Linked DNA regions of Mus musculus: all the other regions are linked to region 1. A link is a contact called in public HiChIP or PLAC-seq data. All regions are on one chromosome and are shown on one strand. Each heading gives the region's core, a stretch centred on a gene start, on an enhancer-like site or on the middle of the called end of the contact. The rest is flanking DNA. Distances are from core to core; before and after follow the strand shown.

Region 1 (5,768 bases), core at 1,823-4,322:
ATTGGCCTTTCAATCCTCCTCCGAAGTGACTATGAAGGCAGGCATCAGGATGGGGTTGCCATGCAGGGAGCAGCCCCAGCCATTTAGAACAGGTCTGGGTACATGGGGCACCTCCGTGGGAGAAAGTGGATTTAGCAGAAGATAATGTAGGCTCTGGTCCAAGACCTCAAGGAGGTCAGGCAACCCAGAGTGGATTCAAAAGTAAGATGCAGGGGTTCTTGTGTGCTACAGGGTAGGCGCTGGCCCATCCTCGTGGCGGCCGCTGAGAGAAGGAAGGCAGTGAGGACACAGTTCCCCTGACACATCCAGGGTTGTCGTTGCACCAACCTGGACAAGCGAAGCTTCCCACCTACACCTTCACTACTAAAGCCAATGGGACAAACACTGAGTCTGTCCCCTGCTGACAGGCAGGACACTGGCCTGTGCCCCAGATGAAATCAAATGCCACCTACCCCCGTCCACACGTGTTCCACACCACTGCCCTGGCACGCTGGAGGGCTGGCAGGTTCAATGCAAACAATTGCAGCGTACCTCATTTAAACTGTACCAACTTCTCCTCTGCTTTGTTTGTTTGTTTGTTTGTTTGTTTGTTTGAGACAGGCTGTCTATAGAGCCCTGGCTGTCCTCACTATAGACTGGCCTGGAGTGTAGACTGGCTAGCCTGGAACTCATAGAGATCCACCTGCCTCTGCCTCCTCTGGGCTGGGATTAAAGGCATGCACCTCCAGGCTTAGCTGTGTTCGCACTGTTTACAGGAGAGAACGCCATGTATGATTGGTACCCATCCTTCCACACAGCCCTCGCAGTGGAGACCAGATGTGTGTGGTGTTTACAGCGAGGAAACCAGAGGACATAAACAACTGGCTCTGAGCACTACTCAGGTTTTGCTGCGCTTTTCTTAATTTCCTGTGTATTTATTTTGGTGTTAGAATAATATTACCTTTCATAATAAGGAAAACAGGAGCAGATGTTTAAACTAAACAGATGATAGCCTGGGATCCCACGCATCCACTCGGCTCTCAGCTTCTAGGTCTGCTCTTCCAAACATCGAAGGAAACAGGACAGCTAACTGTTGGCATTTGTGCTTTCTGTGGAACCACACACCCACCTGGGGGAGCTGCAGAACTTCCTCCTGGGACACAAGGAAGGAACCACTGTCCTAGCAGCCTCTACGTGCCTCACCCGGGCCAGCCAGGCACTCTGTTTTGTTTTTTAAAGATTATTTGTTGACAAAGAAATCACATTAAAAGTTTTGAGCTTTCGATGTGGATTCTTTTTTTCTTTTCTTTTTTTTTTTTTTTTTTTAAAGACAATGCATGAATCCCAGCAGAAATCGCGTCTGGTGGCTTCTGGAGAATCCAGCCTTTGAGACGAGAGGGTTTGGAAGCTGAGAAGCTGAGGTGCTTTTTATATGTAGAGGAAACTTGTCAAAGTAAAGTGATATCTTATTTTTAAAAAGGCAAAACAACAACAAAACCCCTTTAAATGAGATTTTTCCCCCATAAAGTTAATTTTAAAGCAGGCTTGAGAGAGAAAGGGTATGTTTTCAACAACTTAAGAAGCAGATCTTAAACTTTTACACGAACACAACCAACTCTGCTCCCTCTTTTAACTTCTGTTCAAGACAAAGCAGACAACTCTCTAGGATTACTAGGTGAGAGACCCCAGAGCCTGCTGCCCACAGCAGGAAGACACCAGGAAAGACTCCCGGCAGCCCCAGGTCTCTCCCTGCCCGGCCAGTGCCACAACTCAGCCCCATTACCCTGGTCTCAAATCGCACGTAGGTAAGATTCCAAAAGATGGGATTGGGGTTTTCTCCAGAGAAGCTTAACTTACTACAGGGAGTGCCCAGGGGAAGGGGAGGTGATGGGCAAATCTAGGGGTGGGGGTATTTTCCACTTTCTTCAGCCTTCCGGCTGCTTATGGTGTAATTGCCAGGGACTGGGGTTGGAGGGAGCCTGTCTCACTGTCAGCTCTCTGCACAGGAAATGGGGCGGCAGACAAAGAGCCCGGCCTGGGCTCCCTGACACCAGGCCCTGCCAGTCCCACAAACCTCACAGGAAAAAAACCCCTTGATGCCTGAGACAATGGCTCAGGAAAACAACAACTTACTGTGGCTTTCTGCTGTTGTTCCTCTACCACATGAAATTCAGAGCAAGGGTCCACACCGAACACTGTACACGGTGATACGTTTAAAAATAAGTCCCAAGGCCCCTCCCCTCTACTCCAGCACCCACATGTTTAACTTCTCCTTACTTCTGTAAATTCCTACTTATGCATAAAATGCCAACAAAATCAAAAGAGAAAAATCACTTATAATGTAACGATCTTGTCAGACCTTGCTAGTACATCACAAGTAAACTTTTAACAGCGTGTCTCCTCCAGCCCTCCCCGGCTGCCACCCTCCTGCCGGGCAAAAGCGAACTGTCCTGAAATGGTACACAACTCTCTTTCCACTCGCTCCACCATCACAAGAAAGACAAGAAAATGTTCATAAGCCAGTCAAAGCCCCCCTCCAAAGGAGGAGTGGCCATCACAAAAGCAAAGAGTACATTCTAGAACATCTACCTTCATAGCACAGAACGCCGATATTGTTGTTCATCTTGTCCAAGTATTGGTAGTTCAACAGGTCCATCTTCATAAACAGCATTTATCTGTCCGGCTAGCAAAGAAAAACAGTTCTTTGCTTTCACCCCCAAAGAGAAAGTTTCAAAATTCAGTCTTAGCTGAGTAGCTCCAGGCTCTCCTAAAACTTCAGGAAGACAGAGGCCCAGCCTCAGGAGATCAAAACAAAGTATGTAAAAGGTTTTTAAAAATCATACACACACACACACACACACAAAAATCAGACTCAAACAAAACCCGTCAAGGGCTTGTGGAAGGTGTCTGATTGTGTCTTCTATTCGGCTTTAAAAAATCATTTCAGAAGACTTCTCGAGCCCGTCTTGGGGGTTTAAAAAGAAAGCAGTAAAAAAGAAAAACACAAAGCACATTTCTCAGGACAAAGGCACTCTCCCTCACAGCCCGCTGCAAGCTGACTGCACTGACATGCGGGCTATGCTTGGTATGACTCGTATGTAAACCAGCTTCCTCTGCTTTTGGGAGGGGGTAGAGGGCTGCTGTGAGCATGCTCACTGGAGCCTCGGCTCAGGCTCCAGGCGCTGCAGAATTAGCAGGAAGCAGAAAGAGGCGGGGGCAGTGAGGCACAGGGGGTGAGGAGAGCCTTTCCTCCCCGGAGCCAGAGGCCGGCAGAGGCAGAGGCCGAGGAAGTAAACCCCAGCAAGTTTGTGGGTGTTTTGTTTGTGGGGGAGGCTAAGCACAAAGTTTAAAAAAGAAAATCTGCTGTGGAAGCAAAGTACAGGGAATTTAACTTTCCGTGACTTCGTTGCAAGGGCTGGGAATCCAGGGCTTCCACAGGGGTGTGCTCTGTTTGGTACAAGGTTTCTTTGTTTCTTTGTAAGATGGGTTTATTAAGTCCAGGGACACAGCGAGTGTTTACATTTTCTTTTTTTTTTTTTTTTTTTTTTTTTTTTAAAGATTTTATTTATTTATTTATTATATGTAAGTACATTGTAGCTGTCTTCAGGTCTCATTATGGGTGGTTGTGAGCCACCATGTGGTTGCTGGGATTTGAACTCAGGACCTCTGGAAGAACAATCAGTGCTCTTAACCGCTGAGCCATCTCTCCAGCCCGAGTGTTTACATTTTCAAAGTCAATGTTACATGTAACTTCCTTCCTAAACTCTGTAGCTGTACAGATGGACAGGACACCAGAGGCAAATCCGTCCTCAGAAGAGTAAACAGATCTGGGGACAAGTGAGTGGCCTACAGGTCTCTCTCTCCCTCTCTCCCTCCCTCTCTCTCTCTCTCTCTCTCTCTCTCTCTCTCTCTCTCTCTCTGTGTCTGTCTGTCTCTCTCTCTCGCTCTCTCTCTGTCTCTCTGTCTCTCTGTCTCTGTCTCTCTCTCTCTCTCTCTCTCTCTCTCACACACACACACACACACAAACACACACACACACACACACAAACGGGGGAGTGGGGAGCTGGCTGGAGAGGTGGTTCCGAGCACTGGCCACTTTTGCAGAACACTTGAGTTCAGTACCCAGCACTCATAAGCACCTGTAACTCTATTTCCATGGAACCTGACTCCCTCTTCTGGCCTCCATGGGTACCGCATGCAATGACACACAGACATTGGAAAAAAAAAATGTACAAAAAAAAAAAAATACTTTTTAAAAATCTGTTTTCCAAACTCATCTGGGAGGTTGTGACCAATCATGGAAACTTTAAAAATGTTCCAAGTTCAAATCCAGAGCAGTGCTGAGCTTCATCAGCATCATGGAAGAAAGGAAAAGACCTGCTCTAAGTGACTCTGCTGCAGCCTGGCAGAGTGGCACCAGCCTGTAATTCTAGCAGTCGGAATCCGAGGGAGAGGAACTGCCACAAGTTCCAAGACCTCTCTGGGCTACTGTCAGCTCTGTCACACCTTCCCAAGACTTCATTACAGTCACTTATTTTAAGATTGAAGCAATCCCCTACAGATGGAGGGGTACACACAAAACGCTTAGCAACTTCTCCTCCATGACTCAACATCAAATATGATGGTTTGTAGGCAAGGGGACACCAAGCTCAATCCCAGGGACCTATGTGGTAAACGGAAAGAACAAACTCCCCCCAAAGTCAGACGCAGACATGCTCAGCTTCCGTGTCCCCCCCCCCCCCAAAGATGGGGTCTCACTTTAAAGCCCTGGCTGTCCTGGAACTCACTATGTAGATGTGACTGACCTCAGACTCACAGAGATCCGCCTGCCTCTGCCCATCCAGTGCAGGGATTAAAGCTGTGTGCCACCATGCCTGCTCAGACACGCTCAGCTTTAAATGGCTGGCTGTTTTCATATTTCTCCACAATGCTCATCAACCCACGAGGGGTGTTTTCCTGATGCAATGAAGGTGAAGGAGGAAGCTCTCCACTTTAAAGTGAAAAGGCAAGATAATAATCCCTGGGAAGATATATGTCCTTTTTTTAAAGAGCTATTTTTATTTTTAATTATGTGTATAGAGTGGAGGCTGTGCATGTGACGCAGGTACCTACAGAGTCCAGAAGAGTTCTTGGAACCCCTGGAGCTAGAGTTACAGACAGCGATGAGCTGCCCAATGTGGCAGCTGGGAACGGAACTAGGATCCTCCGTAAGAGCAGAACGTGTTACAAACCACTCTGTTGTCCCTTCAGCTCCTATGCATCTTGTTGGTGATGGTGATTTTGTTTTTAAGACTGGGTCTCGCTTTATAGTCAAGGTTGGCTTAAACTCATGATTCACCTGCCTCTGCATTGCTGATATCAAGACTACAACCCCCACAGTCAGCTAATGGATGGATCACAGGGCTCCCAATGGAGGAGCTAGAGAAAGTACCCAAGGAGCTAAAGGGATCTGCAACCCTATAGGTGGATCAACATTATGAACTAACCAGTACCCCGGAGCTCTTGACTCTAGCTGCATATGTATCAAAAGATGGCCTAGTCGGCCATCACTGGAAAGAGAGGCCCATTGGACACACAAACTTTATATGCCCCAGAACAGGGGAACGCCAGGGCCAAAAAGGGGGAGTGGGTGGGTAGGGGAGTGGGGGTGGGTGGGTATGGGGGACTTTTGGTATAGCATTGGAAATGTAAATGAGCTAAATACCTAATAAAAAATGGAAAGAAAAAAAAAAAGACTACAACCGTGGGCCACCACATCCAACTGCAGTGTCTTTAAAGCTTAGTAACTA
Region 2 (5,768 bases), core at 2,354-4,853, 840 kb after region 1:
TCGCTGTGAAGCAGGCTGGCTTCAAACTTAGATACACTTGACACCTAAGTACTGGGATTTAAGGTGCGTGTCCCCACACAGGTCCTTTTTCTACTATACTTCTTACCGATAAACAGCTTACAGCACATAGCACAGTCCTGGTGTGCCCCCTTGGCCCGTGTCAAGCAGGGCACAAGTGTCTGTGTACAGTGCCTCCAAGGACACTGGGGAGCCCCACAGTACAGGCTGAGGGGCAAGCAGTGCACAGGAGTCCCACTGGGTAGACGTGAGGCTCGGAGGACACAGTTGTCACTGAGTCAGCCCCAAGAGTGAACACGTGGCTCCAGAGTCCCCAGAAAGAAACCGCAGATAGAGATAGTGCTAATCATGGAAGTACATGAACAGGAAAAGTGCAGCCTGCCCAGCGCTGTTCTCCCACGTCCTCTGCCAGCCTCATTCCCATTGAGGACACTCAGCTCTCACCTGTGCCAAACTGGTTATTGGATCAATAATGAGAAGAGTGCAAAAAAAAAAAAAGTGGCTCCCCCCACCCCCAGTGGCCAACTTCACTCCCTGTGTCACTCCCTGTGGATACCAGGCCTCAGGACACCAGTGCACAGCACCTAATGTATAGACCCTGATGGTTACCAGCTTACAGTGGGATCAGTTCCTGATAGCACGCTATAGGTTGAAGGTAAATTGAAAACGCATTTGTGCCTAGCCAGCGGCTCACCGGCACAGCACACTGAGTGCTGAGTTTTCATCGAGTGGCTGATCTGGAGGTGGCTGTTCTGTCTTCAGGCCTGGACTAGCGTTTGCTCTGGATGCCTGAAGAGCAAAGGCTGGTTTGTGTTATTGCTGGTGTGTGTGTGTGTGTGTGTGTGTGTGTGTGTGTGTGTGTGTGTGTGTGTGTTATAGTAAAATGACATCTAGCCCAGTTTAAAAGAGGGCCAAGGATATGAATACAAGTTTCTCGTACACATGGCCAATCGATCTCCACACCATCATTCATTTGTGAAACACAAATCAAAACCACAATGAGATTCCACTTCACCCCCACTAGCACGGTTAAAATGAGACAGAAGGGAACAAGTGTTGACAGGAATGAGAAGACACCAGAGGTGTCCTTAGAGCCATGGCAGCAAGGTAAGATTGTGTAGCCTGTCCTGGAGAACAGGTTTGCAGTTCCTCAAAATGCTAATCATAGTTACCAGCTGATCCTGGACTTCACTGCTAGGTATATACTCAAAAGAATTGAGCCGGGCGGTGGTGGTGGCACACACCTTTAATCCCAGCACTTGGGAGGCAGAGGCAGGTGGATTTCTGAGTTCGAGGCCAGCCTGGTCTACAGAGTGAGTTCCAGGACAGCCAGGGCTATACAGAGAAACCCTGTCTTGAAAAGCCAGGAAAAAAAAAAAAGAATTGAATTCTGGGCTGCTCAATGGGTAAAGGTGCTTGCCACCAAGCCTGACAACCAGAGTTCAATCCCCAGGACTTAACAACAGGAGAGAACCAACTCCAACAAGTTGTACTCTCACCTCTACACATGCACCATAGTATGTGCACATGCACACAAACATACCCACCTCCCACACTAAGTAAGTATAACTTAGAAAGAAAGTTTAAAAAGAAGTGAAAACCCATAGGTACACAGGGACCAGTGCCTGAACAACTGTGGCAGCATCATTGAAAATAGCCCGACGGTGGAAACAACAGAAGTCTCTGTCAACTGGCCAATGGATGCACAGCCATGCAGGGGAAGGCAGGGCGATCTAATGTCATGTGGATGAGCATCCAAGTCAGAAGGGACTAAATACTGCACACACACAGATTGCCCAGCCAGGGATGGTGAGGGAGATCAGAGGGTAAACGTGACACCAAACCTGACCTCCTGAGTTCAGTTTCCCATCATTCACATAGCAGAAGGCGAGAACTAGCTCTCAAAAGTTGGTGGCACACACCTTTAATCCCAGCACTCGGGAGGCAGAGGCAGGCGGATTTCTGAGTTCGAGGCCAGCCTGGTCTACAGAGTGAGTTCCAAGACAGCCAGGACTACCCAGAGAAACCCTGTCTTGAGAAAGAAAAAAAAAAAGTTGTCCTCTCATCTCCACATTTGTGTCATAGCATGCACAATGTACACATGTATTCCACACACACACATATTAAACAAACAGACACATTTTTTTCTTTTACAGGCTCCGAAATGCCTAGCTATATCCATGGGGTCAAAGCAACTAGTTCCTGAGGGGGAAGTGCCCGTTGTACAGGACCAGCCCTATCCTGGGATGAGAAGTGTTTTGAATTTGATAGCCAAGGTTGTATAATTCAGTGAGTCTATGGGAAACCTCTGAATTGTCCTTGTAAAGAGGGAACGATTACAGCAGACAAAGCCCATCTGTCAATAAAGGAGGCAGGTGAGACAGGCTTTCATGTAGCCCAGGCTGGCCTTGAACTTATTGTATAGTTGAGGGTGACTTTGAACTCCTGATTCTCCTGACCCCATCTCCCAAGTGCTGGGGTTACAGGTATATGTTGTCATGTCTGGTTCAACAAAGCTGTTTCAGAGAGAGAGGGACAGAGAGAGACAGAAAGACAGAGGAAGAGTCTCACACACACACACACACACACACAGGTGGGGGAGAACAGACGTGGCTGAGAAAGCAGCTTCAGGAGAATGTTAGAGCCAGATGGGCTAGTGTGGCAGAGGCCACATCACCCAGAGTTCTGGTCCCACTCTCTACAGATCTGTTTCCTTGACCAAAACAGGGTGTCCCCCCCCCACAACTCCACCACTACCACCACCACCACCACCACCACACACATTATTTTCACCATGCCTCCCCTAACACATGCTCCTACCTCTAGGTAGGGCCCTGGATTATCTAGGGCAGTTTTAAACAGAACTAAAGAGGACAATAGCACCATTCTGTCCCCTTTAAAAGACCTGTTGGGGGCTTGAGGACCAGGATACTCTGAGCAGAAACCACCGGATGAGGATGGCTGTCATAGGGAGAAGTAACCCCCAAGAGGGCTGAGTGTGGTTCCCTGGGGTCTGCCAGCACCCTCTCCCCTGGGGCCATCCCTCGTGATGAGAGGCTATGAGGGAGGAAGGTGGCTTTACCTGATCTGAGCCAGAGGCCGAGGCTGAGACCCTTTGCATTCCCTAAGCTTCTGGCTTCCACCACAACAGGCTGAGAAAAGCCTCTAGATACTTAGTCAAATCCTTCATTTCCAAATGGGGAAACTGAGGTCCAGTGAGGCCAGGCATTTCTAAAAGTCCACAGCAAGCCAGTGATAAGAGTCAGCGCTGGTCATGGACTGTCTAAGCTATGGAAGTGTCAAAACAAATATGAGGGGCAAATGGTCCATCCTGCCCCGATGTCATCCACAACGGACACTGAGGGGCCTCAGCAAGCCAGGGAGGTGCAGAGCTGGGCTTCCATCCCAGGCCACCAAGGAAGCACAGGGAGCCTAAAGATCAACCATGTCTCCCAATCCTCTTGAAACCACCCCGATCCACCCCCACCCCTGCTTGACCAGTCCCATGTCCCATGTCCCATTACCTGGAGTCCCTGGGCTCATGTGAGCTGCAAGGTGAGCTGTGTGTTGACTGTGAATGTGGCCGGGCTGGGGAAGGAGAGGCCATGGCACCGTGACAGCAGAGGGCGGGGCAACCATGACGTTGCCCCTGGGCCCCCGCTGGCTCACCCTGGTGCTGTGGCATTGGCATTCCTTCCTGTGGTGCTATCAGCCCCCAGGCCTTCCTGTCTGACTTGCCTCTTCCCCCAGCATCCTAAGAGGGGCTGATGGTGGCAAACACACCCCCACAGACCCCAGGATCACACTAAAACCTGAAGCCCCGAGTGGCAACCATGGTGGACCTCCCCAGGTCGTGACAAACTCCAGGAAGGGAGGAGTTGAGGGTTTGTCTTGGGTTCCTCCTCCTTGCCCAGGCGGCTGATTCAGGTTCCAGCCATGTGTCCCGACCTGCCCTGCAAGTTAGAAGATGCTGTCATGTTCCCTGCTTCTGGATACCAAGGCTGGAGTGGTGTATGGAGAGGACGAGGGAGTTCAGGGACCATGGAGAGGGGCTGAAAGCCATACAGTGCTTCCCCTTGGGGAGGGAACTGGGTGGAAGCAAGGAGGCAGGTCAGGAGAGCAGCCGCCTGGCTAGGATGGGTAGGAACTCAGTCCTCAAGAGGCAGGAAACCAAGGGTTACCTCACCCAGCTGCCACCTCTGCGTTGTGCTCACTCATCAGTCACCCTGAGCAACAGGACAGGAAATGTTTGCTGCCACTGTCCAGGGGAGTACCGACCAGCAGGGATAAAAGGCAGGGCCATGAGCTTCCTGGAAAAGAAGGCCCCGCTCATCCTAGTCTCAGGCCCGACCCATGACTATTTGCTCAAGCTCAGCATGTGCTCAACCTGTGAAGCAAGTCCTACAGGCCTGCCTCTGTTGTCCCCCAAGCCCCACCCCTGCCCCCAATCCACTTCCACAGTCACCATGTGGTTCTTACACCACCACTTCTCTTCCCCGGCTTCTGCCCTGCCCCTCCCCCATTGCTGTCCAACTGGGCAGCCAATTTAGCTCCGTACCCACTATGAATAACTGTCAGTTCTCAGGGCACAGCCCATTCTCGAAGTCCATCTGCCCCATGCCTCTTGTTCCGACCTTAACTCTATGACAGCCTCTCTCCCTCAGCCAGTGCTATCCCAGATAGGCACCTACCTCAGGACCTTTGCACTGGCTGTTCTATTCAGAACTCTTTCCCTTAGAAAGCCTTCTTTCTTCACTCTTTAGGTCTCTATTCAAATGTTACCTTCCCAAAGGGCCTGCTGTGATCAGCCTGCTAGGACGCTAGCTCCTCCTCAGCCTACCTCAGCCTACCTCAGCCTGCCTCAGCCTGCCTCAGCCTGCCTCAGCCTGCCTCAGCCTGCCTCAGCCTGTTTCAGCCTGCCTCTGCCTGCCTCAGCCTGCCTCTGCCTGCCTCAGCCTGCCTCTGCCTGCCTCAGCCTGCCTCAGTCTGCCCTGCTGTTCCACACTCCACACGTTATTTTCTGGTGCAAATTTCCTCATTAAGCACGTGCTCTAGGATCTGGGACAGGGACCAATGTGTAGAAGGCATTCAGTCAATTTTGCTGCATGAGAAAGCGATCAGAAAGGTTAGCCTGATGTGTGCGTGTCTGGTGGTGGGGAGGGTGGAGGGCACACTCCAGACATCACTCCATATGGTATGAGAACAAACAAACAAACAAACAAACAACCTTATTTATTCTCATAATGTACTCACTTCAGATGAGCAAGAGACAAAATCACCTGGAAACCCCTTAGAAACTGCTAAACCCCCGGGGCCCTTCCTAGCCACATGCAATCACAAGTTGTCCCCAGGCTATCCTAGCACATCTGCGCTGACACATGCTCATGTCAGAGCCCCACCAGTCTGAATGTTTTCTGCCATCTTGAAGGCTTAAATGACTGGCACACAGGAAGTGCCTTCTCAAAGGAATCGTCTAACTTTGGTTTCCCTTCTTCTGATTCTGTCATGAGGCACTTCCCCCCACCCCCACCCCGTGCCTCAGTTTCCCTCTCTGCCTCTCCTGAAGCACCTGCTTGGATATTTACCTGGAGCCTGACAGCAGTACCTCCGAGTGGGCAGATGTCATAGTCAGGGTGGACCTGTCTGAGGTGTCAAGGAGCCCCCCCCCCACCTTAGCTCCACCCAGGTGATGTCAGTGCCCAGTGTGTGGGTGACTCACAGCCTCCCACCAGGATGGAGCACAGCTGACA
Region 3 (5,768 bases), core at 1,219-3,718, 680 kb after region 1:
GCTCTGTTCTAGGCTGGCCTTGAACTCAGAGATCTGCTTGTCTTTGCCTCCTGGGATTAAAGGCTTCTGCTACTGGATCTAAATTTAGCTGGGTGGGATCTTGCCACAAAGTCACCACCCCCTAAATTCAATTTAATATCCTTCAGCTCCATTTCACTTCCTGGTGCCCCTTTAATACTCAAACCATATATTTTTATATTTTTCCATTATCAGCTGGCTGCACTTGTTTAAAATGCTCTTCATGAGGCTTAACCAGAAAACAAAGTCTATGATGGGCTTTTCTGAGGCTTCCTTTGTCAATGCAATCAATCTGTGTCTCTTCACTTTAGCCTCAGGCAGACTCTTCAGACAAGAGCATATTCTTCACCAAAAATACCACAAAAACAGTCTCTAGCCCACAAACTGAAATTCTCCCCTGAAACCTCTTGGGCCAGGTCAGCACAATTCAAATCACTCTCAGTAACAAAGTCTTCCGTATTCCTGCTAGGATAACCCACTAATCCCTTTTTAAAGCATTCCACTGCTTTCCAAATCCAAAGTCCCCAAATCTATATTCTTCCAAACAAAAGCATGGTCAGGCCTAGCACAGGGTTTTACTGCTGTGAATAGACACCATGACCAATACAAGTTTTATAAAGGACAACATTTAATTGGGGCTGGCTTACAGGTTCAGAAGTTCAGTCCATTATCATCAAGGCAGGAACATGGCAGCATCCAGGCAGGCATGGTGCAGGTAGAGCTGAGAGTTCTACATCTTTGTCTTTTTTTTTTTTTTTTTTTTTGAGACAGGGTTTCTCTGTATAGCCCTGGCTGTCCTGGAACTCACTTTGTAGACCAGGCTAGCCTCGAACTCAGAAATCCACCTGCCTCTGCCTCCTGAGTGCTGGGATTAAAGGCGTGAGCCACCACGCCCGGCTCTGCATCTTTGTCTTAAGGCTGCTAGTGGGAGACTCACTTCCAGGCAGCTAGGATGAGGATCTTAATGCCCACACTCACACTAACACACCTACTCTAACAGGGCCACACCTTCAAATAGTGCCATTCTCTGGGCAAGCACATACAAACCATCACAGGCATGCACTACCACAATTGGCCGTGGGCACAGTCTTCTGCAGATCTTTTGTAGGTAGCCACAGCTACTGAGTGTTCCTAAGTCTAAAGCTATGTCATGTCGGGAGACAGCATTCCATGGCACTCTCCCAACCCTCCAGCTTTTACATTCTTTCTCCCCCTTCCATGATATTCTCAGAGCCTTGCTAGCAAGGTCAGGGTATTGGCACACATGTTCTATTTAGAGCTGAGCATTCAGAAGTCCTTACCTGTTTTTACAGTGTACCACCTCTATAAAATGAAAAGAATACCCATAATGTTTCCAGAGTACTATGCTGTTCATTTTTTCTTCTTCTTCTTTTTTAAATTTATTTATTATATGTAAGTACACTGTTGCTGTTTTCAGACACACCAGAAGAGGGCACCAGATCTCATGATCTCATTTCGGCTGGTTGTGAGCCACCATGTGGTTGCTGGGATTTGAACTCAGGATCTTCAGAAGAGCAGTCAGTGCTCTTAACCGTTGAGCCATCTCTCCAGCCCCCTGCTGTTCATTTCTATACAATGCCAACTCAACACAATAAACCAGGAGACACTTTTTCAAAGCTGATAACACAACTGTAGTTTGCAAAAATCCAAATTATATATATGTACATACTGCTTCAGTGTCTGCCTCCAGATTCCTGCCTTGAGTTATGTACGTATGTATGTATGTATGCATGTATGTATGTATGTATGTATGTACACAAAAAGATCAGTACGGGGAGAGGATATTTGGTGTGGATATAATCAAATACATTGTACACATGTATGAAATTATCCAAAAATAAATAAATAAATAAAAATTCTTACTAGAGGATGGCTCAGTGGTTAGGAGCACTGGCTGTTTAGTTGGGGACCAGGGTTCAGTTCCCAGCACCGACATGGTAACTCACAATCGTCTGCAACTCCAGTTTCAGGTGATCTAACTCCCTCTTCTGGCTTGCACCAGCACTGCATTCCACTTGGTGTACAGCCACACATGCAGGCAAAAACACTCATATCATAAAATAAAGATAAATAGTAAAATTACTTTTATCATCATTAACATCATCAATCATCATCATCATCATCTTAAAAGACTGCCTTGAGAGATGGGGGCCGAACCCTAGAAGTAAGGGCCTCGCAGATGATTGGTAAATTCAGTATACTAGACATGCTCAGACCCTTAGCCTCAGAAAGTTGGGATCCGGACTACTAAGGAGTAGGGACCTTCCGGCTCCAGGCCCTGGCGGAACCCATTGTGATGGTGGTTAGGTTTCCGGGCGGCACCTTAGAAGTAGCGCACGAACGAGGGTGGCGCGCGCAGGAGTGACGCGACTCCGCGGGGGGCGGGGCGGGGCGGGGAAGGGCGGGGCGGGGCCGGGCTGGGCCACGGCGCTGGCGGCTCTGAGGTTTCAGTGCGACTCCAGCCCGTGGCCCCGCCGCCATGAGCACCAAGCAGGTCACCTGCAGGTGAGTGCGCGGCCCCTCTGGGCCTTGGGCGCTGCGGGGCAGCCAGGGAGGGAGGCGAGGGGCCGAGGCGGGCGGTGGCGGGGGGCGGACAGCGCGGATAACGCGCAGGAAGGCCGCATAGAGGCTAGAGCGGCAAGAGCTGCTGCAACCGCGACTTGCAGAGAGTGAGCGAGGGCGATTGCGGGGAAACACGGGCAGGTCGCATTTCTTATCCAGCATCACCACTGAGCCTCCGAAGAGTCCCATTTCGAGATGCAGGAAACCGAGGCCACCAGAGGTAAAGCGACACCCATTTAGGAACAGAAAGGCGGCTTGTTAGACGAAGTGGAAAGCAGAAAACTATTCCGTGACTACTATTTTGAAACAAAAATAGTTGGGTTGAGTAGCAACGTACTAACTTGGTGACGAGCTTGTGGCTGTCATTGGGGTCTAGTCCTGTGAGTTTGCATGCTCAGGAGGTGCAGCTTGGGAAGTAAGGCTTGTGAGAATCCCGACTGTGGAAACCCAAATTTCAAAAGGCTCCAAAATCCAATACTCTTAAGATACCTAAATAGAAGGCGGGCGGTGGTGGCGCACGCCTTTAATCCCAGCACTGGGAGGCAGAGGCAGGTGGATCTCAGTTAGTTGAAGCCAGCCTGGTCTATAGAGGGAGTCCAGGACAGCAAAGGCTACACAGAGAACTTTTTCAGGGTATGTGTATAAGCATATGTGAAATGATGAATTCTGTGTTTAGACTCTTGTACTATCCCCAAGACCTTATGTACATGAAAATACTGTAAAGTACAAAAAAAATTAAAGACTCTCCTGAGCCCAAGCTTTTTGGATTAAAGGAGCCTCGGCTTATACAGACTTTAGTTGGTTTCAGTAAATTAAGAAATTGAGATGTAGTTTGGATATGTGGTAAGCATTTAATGACCTTGTTATTTCTCATTAGTGCAGACTCCTAGAACTAATACCTTTATGAAGAGTTCTGTTCGACTTAAGATATTAAGGGTTGAACCATGTACCAAGGTCCCAGGTGGTTTATGTTAAGTAGTAATCAGAAAACTGCAGTTTGTGTATGTCTGTGTGTGTCTGTGTGTATGCATATGCTAGTTTTGTGTTAACTTGACAAAGTTGACATGAGACATCATCATTTGGGAAGAGGGAACCTCTTGGTTGATAACTGATGTGGGAGGACCCAGCTCACTGTGGGTGGTGCCACCTCTGGGCTAGTGGTCCTGGGTGCAGTAAGAAAGGCTGAGCAAGCCAAGAGGGTCAAGCCAGTCAACAGCACTCTCCTTGCTTCTGCATTAGCTCCTGCCTGGAGTCCTGCACTGGCCTCCCATAGTGATGGAGTAAGACACTTAAGTAGAAGATACCTACAAGTCTAAGCTCTCCTCCCAAAGTCGCTTTAGGTCCTGGTGATTTATCACAGCAATGGGAACTTTTCGGCAGTCCTGTAACAGTGCTTGCAGGTCATCGCTACTAGAACGTCTCTGTTGAGGATGAGTGAATGGGTACTTACTCCCTTCCGTCTGCAGGAGGACGTGTTCCTACCACAGTGGCCTTTAAAGCAGACTCAAGCTACTTAGAAAATAACCTCTAAAACTCTGCTTGTTTACAGTTTTGTTGTTTGAGACAGAGTCTCTCTGTGTATATCCTGAAACTCTCTATATGTATCAGGCTGGCCTTGAACTCAGATCTGCCTACCTCTCCTTCCCATGCAAGAATTAATTGCCACCACACCTAGATGGTTTTGTTTTTTTGTTTTGTTTTTTGTTTTTGTTTTTGAGACAGGGTTTCTCTGTATAGCCCTGGCTGTCCTGGAACTCACTCTGTAGACCAGGCTGGCCTCGAACTCAGAAATCCGCCTGCCTCTGCCTCCCGAGTGCTGGGATTAAAGGCGTGCACCACCACTGCCCGACTCCTAGATGCTTTTTAGTTCTACCACTTAAAGGCTTTCCTAAGACACGTGTCTACAAAACCTTCATGTAATGCTTAAGCCCGGCCATTTTGATTCTCCCCCTTTGTACCCGGAGATAGTTTTAGCTCTGTCTCACAAATAAGAGAACCCAAGATGTGGTGCAGGTAAGAGTTGGAATGCTGGGGCTAGATGGGTTGACTAGTGTTTGTGGTCTTCTTTCTGCTGCCTTGTCAAGTCATAGAATGTGTAGTGCTGTATAGTGCTATACCTGGATGAAGCATGTAACGAAGGAAGGCTGTATTTTGACTCTCAGTTTGCAGGTACAGCCCATGACAGAGGGGAAGGCATGGTGGCAGGAGCTTGTTGTAGCTGACCTCATACACTCAGACAGCAAAGAGTGCTGGTGCCGAGGTCACCCTTCCCTTTTTATTCAGTCTTGGGCCCCAGCCTAAGGATCGACACCTCCACACTCAGGATGGGTCTTCCCACCTCTCCCTCACAGTTGTGACAGGAGATTTGTCTCCTCAGTGATCTGCAGTCAGTAGCATCCATCACAACCTTGAGATCTGTCAACTCTATGAACATCTTCCACAGTGAAACGACCTTGGTATTGTCAGGTTTTCCCCAGGGTTAGCGTCAGAGTGACACAGGTGTGAAGCCAGCATTGAGTCTTAGACCCCGGGCTCAACTGCAGGACATTTCAGAGTTTTCACATGTTCTCATTCTCACAAAAATGTATGAAAAGGAGGTTTCCTTATAAAAGGGTATGAAGGACGGGACTGGAGAGTTAAGGATGCTGACTACTTCTGCAGAGAGACCAGGTTCAATTCTACCATTGGTATAGTGGCTCATAGCCATGTGTAACTCCAGTTCTAGGGGATCTGACAGGGTTCTGCCCCTTCAGGCATCACACGTGTACACAGTGCAAAGACATAGCCACAGGTAACACATAGACACACACATTTTTGTTTTTTAAAGGTTGTTTTTTTTTTTTTAAGCTGTGAAGGAGTCAGGCCCTGCTAAATACAAAGTATTTAAGTGGGAAAATTGCAATATCAGTAGGTTTGTGTTTGTGGTGAGATAGTATGATTTCTCATTTCATTCACAAAAGCCTTGTCCCTGACAGTGAAAACTTAATAGAAAATGCTCAAGGACTGATTTCTTTGTGGGTTTAGGGCCCAGTTTCTTAAACTGTGACTCTTTTTTTGTTTTGTTTTGTTTTTCAAGACAGGGTTTCTCTGTGTAACCCTGGCTGTCCTGGAACTCACTCTGTAGACCAGGCTGGCCTCGAACTCAGAGATCCGTCTATCTCTGCCTC
Region 4 (5,768 bases), core at 1,540-4,039, 640 kb before region 1:
TAGGGCCTGGCAGTGGACATTTTGGAAATGAGATGTTGCAGGGGCTGCCACCAGACTGTGACCTACCTGACAAATTCTCACTTGGGCTTTTCACAAGGGGCTGGGGGATCCCACCTGTGCCTGCCTTGCCTGTACACACACACACACACACACACACACACACACACACACACACACACCTGCCCCATGCATCGGAGATAGCACTCTGAACTCTACCATGCCAAGTTTGTGGTTTGACACCATCTGCCTAGTGGGCATGCCTTGAGGGATAAAGCTATCCTGGAGGCATCAGGGTGGGGATGGGGGACAGGGTGTGAGGAGGTTTTAATATGCAATAGGCAAACCTAAGAAGCTGTCTCAACAGCTGGGGCAGCTTTCAGTGGAAGGTTGTGGTCGTTTGACAATGCTTGGCCCATGGAAAGTGACACTATTAAAGGTTTGGCCTTTTCTCAAGGAAGCATGTTACTGTGTAGGCGGGCTTCGAGGGCAGCCCCTAGAGTTCAAGCTCAACCCCATGTAAAAGAGACCCTCCTGCTGCTGCCTTTGGATCAAGATGTAGAACTTAGGCTCCTCTCCAGCTTCATATCTGCCTGCATGCTGCCATGCTTCCCACCATGACGATGATGGGTTGAACTTCTGAAACTGTAAGCCAGCCCCAGGTAAATGTCGTCCTTTATAAGAATTGCTTTGGTCACGGTGTCTCTTCACAGCAACGGAAACCCAAAGTAAGACAGAGGTCAAACAGATGCAAAGATGGAAGTAAAAGCAGATCAATCATTCAAGACAGAGGGGCTGGAGAGATGGTTCACTGGTTAGAGCAGTAGCTGGGCTTTCAGCGAACCTGGATTTGGTTCCCAGCACACACATACTTGCTCACAACCATCTGTAATTCCAGTTCCAGGAGATGCAAGACTTTCTTCAGAAATCTGCAGGCACCGGGCACACACAAACGAGCATACCCACAGGCAAACATATAACATTAAAATGAATTAATCTTTAAAAGAGAGTAATTCGATTATTCAGAGAATCATTCTGCCTTCAGGCACAGCTGGATCACAGGGCTCAAACAACTTACATCCCTCCTCTGCCTCATTTCTGCCTTTCTCTGTGTTCCCTTACATTCAGGGAGGCTCCATTGCAGGCGTGGCGACCCCAGACTTAAAAACCTATTGGTGATTAAGGCTTTTGGGACAGGTCCTAGGTGGAGGTGCCATTGACCTAAAGTCTGACACTTGCCCTTGCTTTGAGGTAATATACCCTGGCTGGCATGGCTCTAGTCACATTTGCACGTAGGGTCAGGAGCTCTGTATCCAATCATATGCTTATGAGACGTGGGGAGAAGACCCTATAGTAAAAACTGAGCTCCCGAGACTAGAAGACGTTGAAATGATCATCAGGCAAGCCAAAGCACCCTCCCCACTTGCCTCCCTAATCTTTTTTGTTTTTTGAGATTTAGGGTTTCTCTGTGTAGCCCTGGCTGTCCTGGAACTCACTCTGTAGACCAGGCTTGTCTCGATCTCAGAAATCCACCTACCTCTGCCTCCCAAGTGCTGGGATTAAAAGCTGCTTCCCTAATCTTGTTGGGAGCCACGGCCACATTTCCCCTGACAGCTTTGTCGTTTCATCCACGCATCAGCTCCCACCCCAGTGGCACTTTCATGGGTGGACCTATGCCTCATCCCAACCTAGGCTGGGACCCTCATGGGTGGCCCTGGCAGAGCTTGTCAGTCTGGGCTCTCGAAAGGTTGTTTCGGAAAAAGCCCGTTTCTTTCACTTGCCCCATAAGAAGAGCAGTGGCCTGTGCGTCTACCATTGTGTCCCTAAGCCCAGACCAGAGTGTGTGGGGCTCACGGGAGCCCCAGAAAGATTCATTTGAAGTACACACAGTCAGCACCTGGTAACCAGTCAGGAGGCCATAGGGCCCTAAGCCTAGATGCTTGTGGGAGGAAGTGCGGAGAAAGAGTCAAAAGCTATGTAGCCTTTGGAAGTTGAGGTTGGAGACCCCAGGGTTAATGCAATTAGAGGATGGGAAGTCAGATATTGAATGCCAGACCCTGGGATAGAAGCAGGAGGCCATTGAAATTGGAGATAATGAATTCTTTCTGCGTCTTTGGGGAACATGGAAAAGGGAGAGATGCCCCTTTCCCCAAAGCCTCCACGGAAGGAGCCAGAAGGTCTGGACTTGGAAAGAGGTAGCTGGAGCTGGCCAGGGGCAGAGGTGTTCTAGATAATCCCTCACGCCTCAAGAACTGCAAGCAGAGCACCTAGGGTCCTTAGCCAACCCTGGGGGTTTCCAGTTTGTGGTTTGCTGCACACACACACACACACACACACACATCCTCCAAGACCAATCCTGCAGTGACAGTCTTTCCCAACCTAGTAGCTCAGGTGGTAACTTTGTTTCCCAAGAAGGAAGCTGCAGACAGGAGAGGTAGAGAGGAGGGAAGAGTCCTACCCCACTGCCACAATGCTTCCAAGAGAGATGTGACAGAGCCAGAGAAACCAAGAGACCAATTAAGGTAGACCTTTGAGGCCAGGAGACTGAAGGAGGGTGGAGGCCAAGGAAAAGAGGGAGAGGGAGCAGGGCTGGGAGAGAGAGAGGAGGTGGGAGGGAGATGGGGAAGAGAGGAGGCAGCAGGCAGAGAGAAGAGGCAAGGCGGGCAGGGCCTAGGAAGGAGGGGAGCAGGGCAGAGGGAGGAAAGAGAAGGGGGTAGGCGGAGGGAGGAGGAGGCAGGCAGAGGGAGGGGGAACAGGGCAGAAGGAAGAGGGAAGAGAGAGTAGGGCAGAGGTAACTGGGAGAGAGGAGCAGGAACAGAAAAGGTGGGAGATGGAGGCTGAAAGGTAGGGGCGGGCAAGACGGCACGGACAAGCCCCGCCTAGAGGGCGTGTCTTGACAGCCCCGCCCCCTCCGCCGGCCCTGGGAGCCCTAGAGAGCTGAGAGGTTGCAGGCGAGCTGCGCGAGCCCAGGAGCCCAGGCGCCCGCGTCCAAGCGCGGCCGAGCCCGGAGCGGCCCGCGCAGCCCCGGCCGCAGGTAGGAAGGGAGGCTGGCGTCGGGGCACTGGGTGGAGGGCGGGACCCTAGGCTGCATCGTCCCCCGTCCTCGCCCCACGACGTGCGCCAGCTGCATCCCAGGGATGCTCCGGAGGCGGGAGGGTCCCAAGAGGCCAGGTGCCGTCTATGTCCTAGTTCGTTCGCCAGCCGACGGCGGGGTGCCCAGGAGGGAGCCAGACCAACCTGCGCCACATCCCCAGTCTCCGCATGCCTTATTTATTAGGGGCGGGAGGATGGAGGGGCTGGGGACTACCCGAGGATGGAGACATCTCCTTCCCATCCCGGGGCAGCTCAAGCTCTTAAGAAACCTTGTCTCTAAGAAAGTGTACAGCAGCTGGGACTGAGCGCGCGCAAGCTGGCGCTGCTGTCCTGTTCACCTGAGAGATGCCCAGTGCAAAAGGTGGGTCGGGCCAGGACTTCCCGTGGTTTGCCTTTCCCAGGTTTTTTCTCTTTCCTTTCTGTGGCAATTATCACGGCTTCTCCATGCTTCCCTCCGTACCCACCCACCCCATGGGTGACACCCACAGATGTCCCGTTCTGTGTTTGCTTTAGGCTTCCAACAAGAGACTCAGAGTGGGCAGCTTTGTACGGAGCCAATGTCCTCTCAAAACAGACCTGAGTCTCAAGGGGAAAAATGGGTTTTTGAAAGCCAGTTTATAAGACCAAGACACCTGAGGTCTACTGGCTGGACCTCCTGCCCACCCACGAAGATCAGGGGTGAAAAGGACTGTGGCCACATCAGGGAAGGGACTATGTCCAGCCGAGTGGAACTTGATGCTAGCCCCAGTTTTTCTATGGCAAACAGGGAATGTGTTGGACAAAAGAAAAAAAAAATGGTGTGCTGGGTCCTGCCTATGTTCTCTGTTGTGAACTTTGGTGGAAACAGTGGAGCGTGCATACCCCAACTTCCAAATTGCAAAACAAAAGCGATCTGTGGGAATTCAAAGTGCCCTGCAGTCTTTCCCCACCCCAGTTCTGGAAAGGATGGATCAGGTCTTGATCAAAGCATCCTCAGACCCTCTTCCAAACGAAGGAGGCAGAAAGAAAGTGGCTCTGGGAGGTGTAAGTCCCTGCAGAGAAGAGAGAAAGAGGGAGCTTTCCCTAGAGCTGGAGGGCAAAATGGCTGAGCCTCCCTTGAGCCTCAGAAAGGAATTGCCAGGCAGGCGGCAAACAAAGAAAGCGCTCTGCTCCAGCCAAGTGCTGGCTTGGTGGCCAGTGGCTAGAGGACAAACAGTGAGTCCCAGGCAGTGAGACACAGGCTGCCCTGTCCCCAGAGCTTCTGTGGAGTGGGGTTCCCTGAGAAAGGCACAGGAGACAGACGGCCGGTCACCACTGAGGGAAAAAACGGCAATGATCAGTCCCCAGTGGAAACCGTGTTCTGGGGACCCACATTTGTTGAGAAGTAAGGTCTCCTGGGTGAGGCTCTAACGAGGGGTCCAGAGGTCAAAGAATAGGCAGCTAAGAGGGTGAAGGCAAGGCTAAAGAAAGATGCACATAACTCCACACTAGTCTCAGCCCAGTATTTGACATTCCTGGCAACCCAGGAGAAAGGGATGTGAATTTGTTTATGTGAGACCCAGAACTCAGGAAGAACTCAATATGTGTTCCAGAATAAAGCCCACCTGGGTGGAAGGCGATTGCCTAATAATGGTCCAGCTAGCTATGACCTGCCCTTACGTCTACCTGTGTTGCTGAGGCAGGAAGGTTATAAAATGCTTTGTTCAAATCCACACCCAGGAACGAATGAATATGCCTTGGGCTAGGTACTTTTACAATTTCTTGGCCAGGTGATCTTGGCCAAGTTCTAATCCCCTTTGGAAAGAAGAAATGGAATGTCAAAATCTTTTGGTGCGTCAAGCTTGTCATTTCTAACCTTGTACAACAGGATCTGCTTTAAACCTCACTTCAGAAATGAGGAGAGGGTGACACAAAGAGGGAGAACAACTTGGTCAAGGTCACACAGCAAGGAGGAGGCAAGGCAATCCTAGGCTGCCATAGTGTGCTTCCCCGGTCTCAGTCTTCACATCTGTAAAGTGGGATAGTCAAGGGAAGAGTAGTGACAGTGAGATTTCATGGCAGACAGTGAGTTAGTCCCTCTGGACCTGCTGTCAGAGAAATGGCTACTTCTTTTCCTTCCCAGCAAGTGGCACATCTAGAGCAACATTAAATAAATTGCCTCCCACAGAAATGCCATTCCTAGGATTGGCTGTGAGAGATTTTTCAGGTCACTTGGAATTCAGAACTGTCTCCCCCTCCCCGTCTCTTGCTTGTTGGATGCCCGGCCCAGTGTCGACCCTAGCAAATCCAGACTTGGCCCCTATTTGCAGCCCTCTGCATTCCGAAAGTTCCCCCGACCTTGAGAGTCTTGAGAGTGGGCAGTGTCCCATGCCTTTTCCTGCTGCCTGTTCCATGTCGCGACAGGTCGCCCTTTGATCTCAAGCTGTGCTGAACCACAGCTCCCTGCTCTGTCCATTGCATTCCTGAAGCCAAACCCAAGGAGAGAGCACCCCTATGCCTCCTTGCCTGGTCCTAAAATGGAAACGTGGCAACAGGGCCTGTCTTTGCCTAAATAGGAGCTGTCTTTTTCACTCAGCGCTGCAATGTTACCAATCCTTTACTTGGGGAATAGTGGTCAGCCCTCGCTGAGATGGAAATGACCTTAGAATGACTTCAGATGACCTTGAAATGACTTCATCTGCAAAGAGTAGCTCCTCCCC

What was found. HiChIP or PLAC-seq counts read pairs in DNA pulled down with a chosen protein or histone mark.
Region 2: a FOXA1 HiChIP or PLAC-seq map of pancreatic cancer cells shows a contact between it and region 1. The contact joins the promoter of Tmem40 here to the promoter of Vgll4 in region 1. A contact is called at or near these places in 2 of 39 promoter capture datasets (embryonic stem cells and stem cell-derived epiblast-like cells), 1 of 484 Hi-C or Micro-C datasets (LSK cells) and 4 of 115 datasets of contacts at active chromatin or transcription factors (large pre-B cells, memory CD8 T cells, neural tube and 1 more).
Region 3: an HNF4G HiChIP or PLAC-seq map of pancreatic cancer cells shows a contact between it and region 1. The contact joins the promoter of Mkrn2 here to the promoter of Vgll4 in region 1. A contact is called at or near these places in 1 of 484 Hi-C or Micro-C datasets (the N1E-115 cell line) and 3 of 115 datasets of contacts at active chromatin or transcription factors (astrocytes, pancreatic cancer cells and regulatory T cell precursor).
Region 4: an H3K4me3 HiChIP or PLAC-seq map of embryonic forebrain shows a contact between it and region 1, with 2.2 times the contacts expected there. The contact joins the promoter of Slc6a1 here to the promoter of Vgll4 in region 1. A contact is called at or near these places in 1 of 39 promoter capture datasets (hippocampal neurons) and 1 of 115 datasets of contacts at active chromatin or transcription factors (embryonic forebrain).

Annotation. Positions count from the first base shown.
Region 1 is chr6:114,918,749-114,924,516 of GRCm38.p6, forward strand. It overlaps Vgll4 (vestigial like family member 4), which reads right to left and starts at 3,073. Exons shown (of 5, transcript NM_177683.3): 1 at 2,569-3,073. The coding sequence starts at 2,650.
Region 2 is chr6:115,755,396-115,761,163 of GRCm38.p6, forward strand. It overlaps Tmem40 (transmembrane protein 40), which reads right to left and starts at 3,604. Exons shown (of 12, transcript NM_144805.2): 1 at 3,543-3,604.
Region 3 is chr6:115,599,470-115,605,237 of GRCm38.p6, forward strand. Mkrn2 (makorin, ring finger protein, 2) reads left to right here and starts at 2,469. Exons shown (of 8, transcript NM_023290.3): 1 at 2,469-2,544. The coding sequence starts at 2,519.
Region 4 is chr6:114,279,846-114,285,613 of GRCm38.p6, forward strand. Slc6a1 (solute carrier family 6 (neurotransmitter transporter, GABA), member 1) reads left to right here and starts at 2,790. Exons shown (of 16, transcript NM_178703.4): 1 at 2,790-3,031.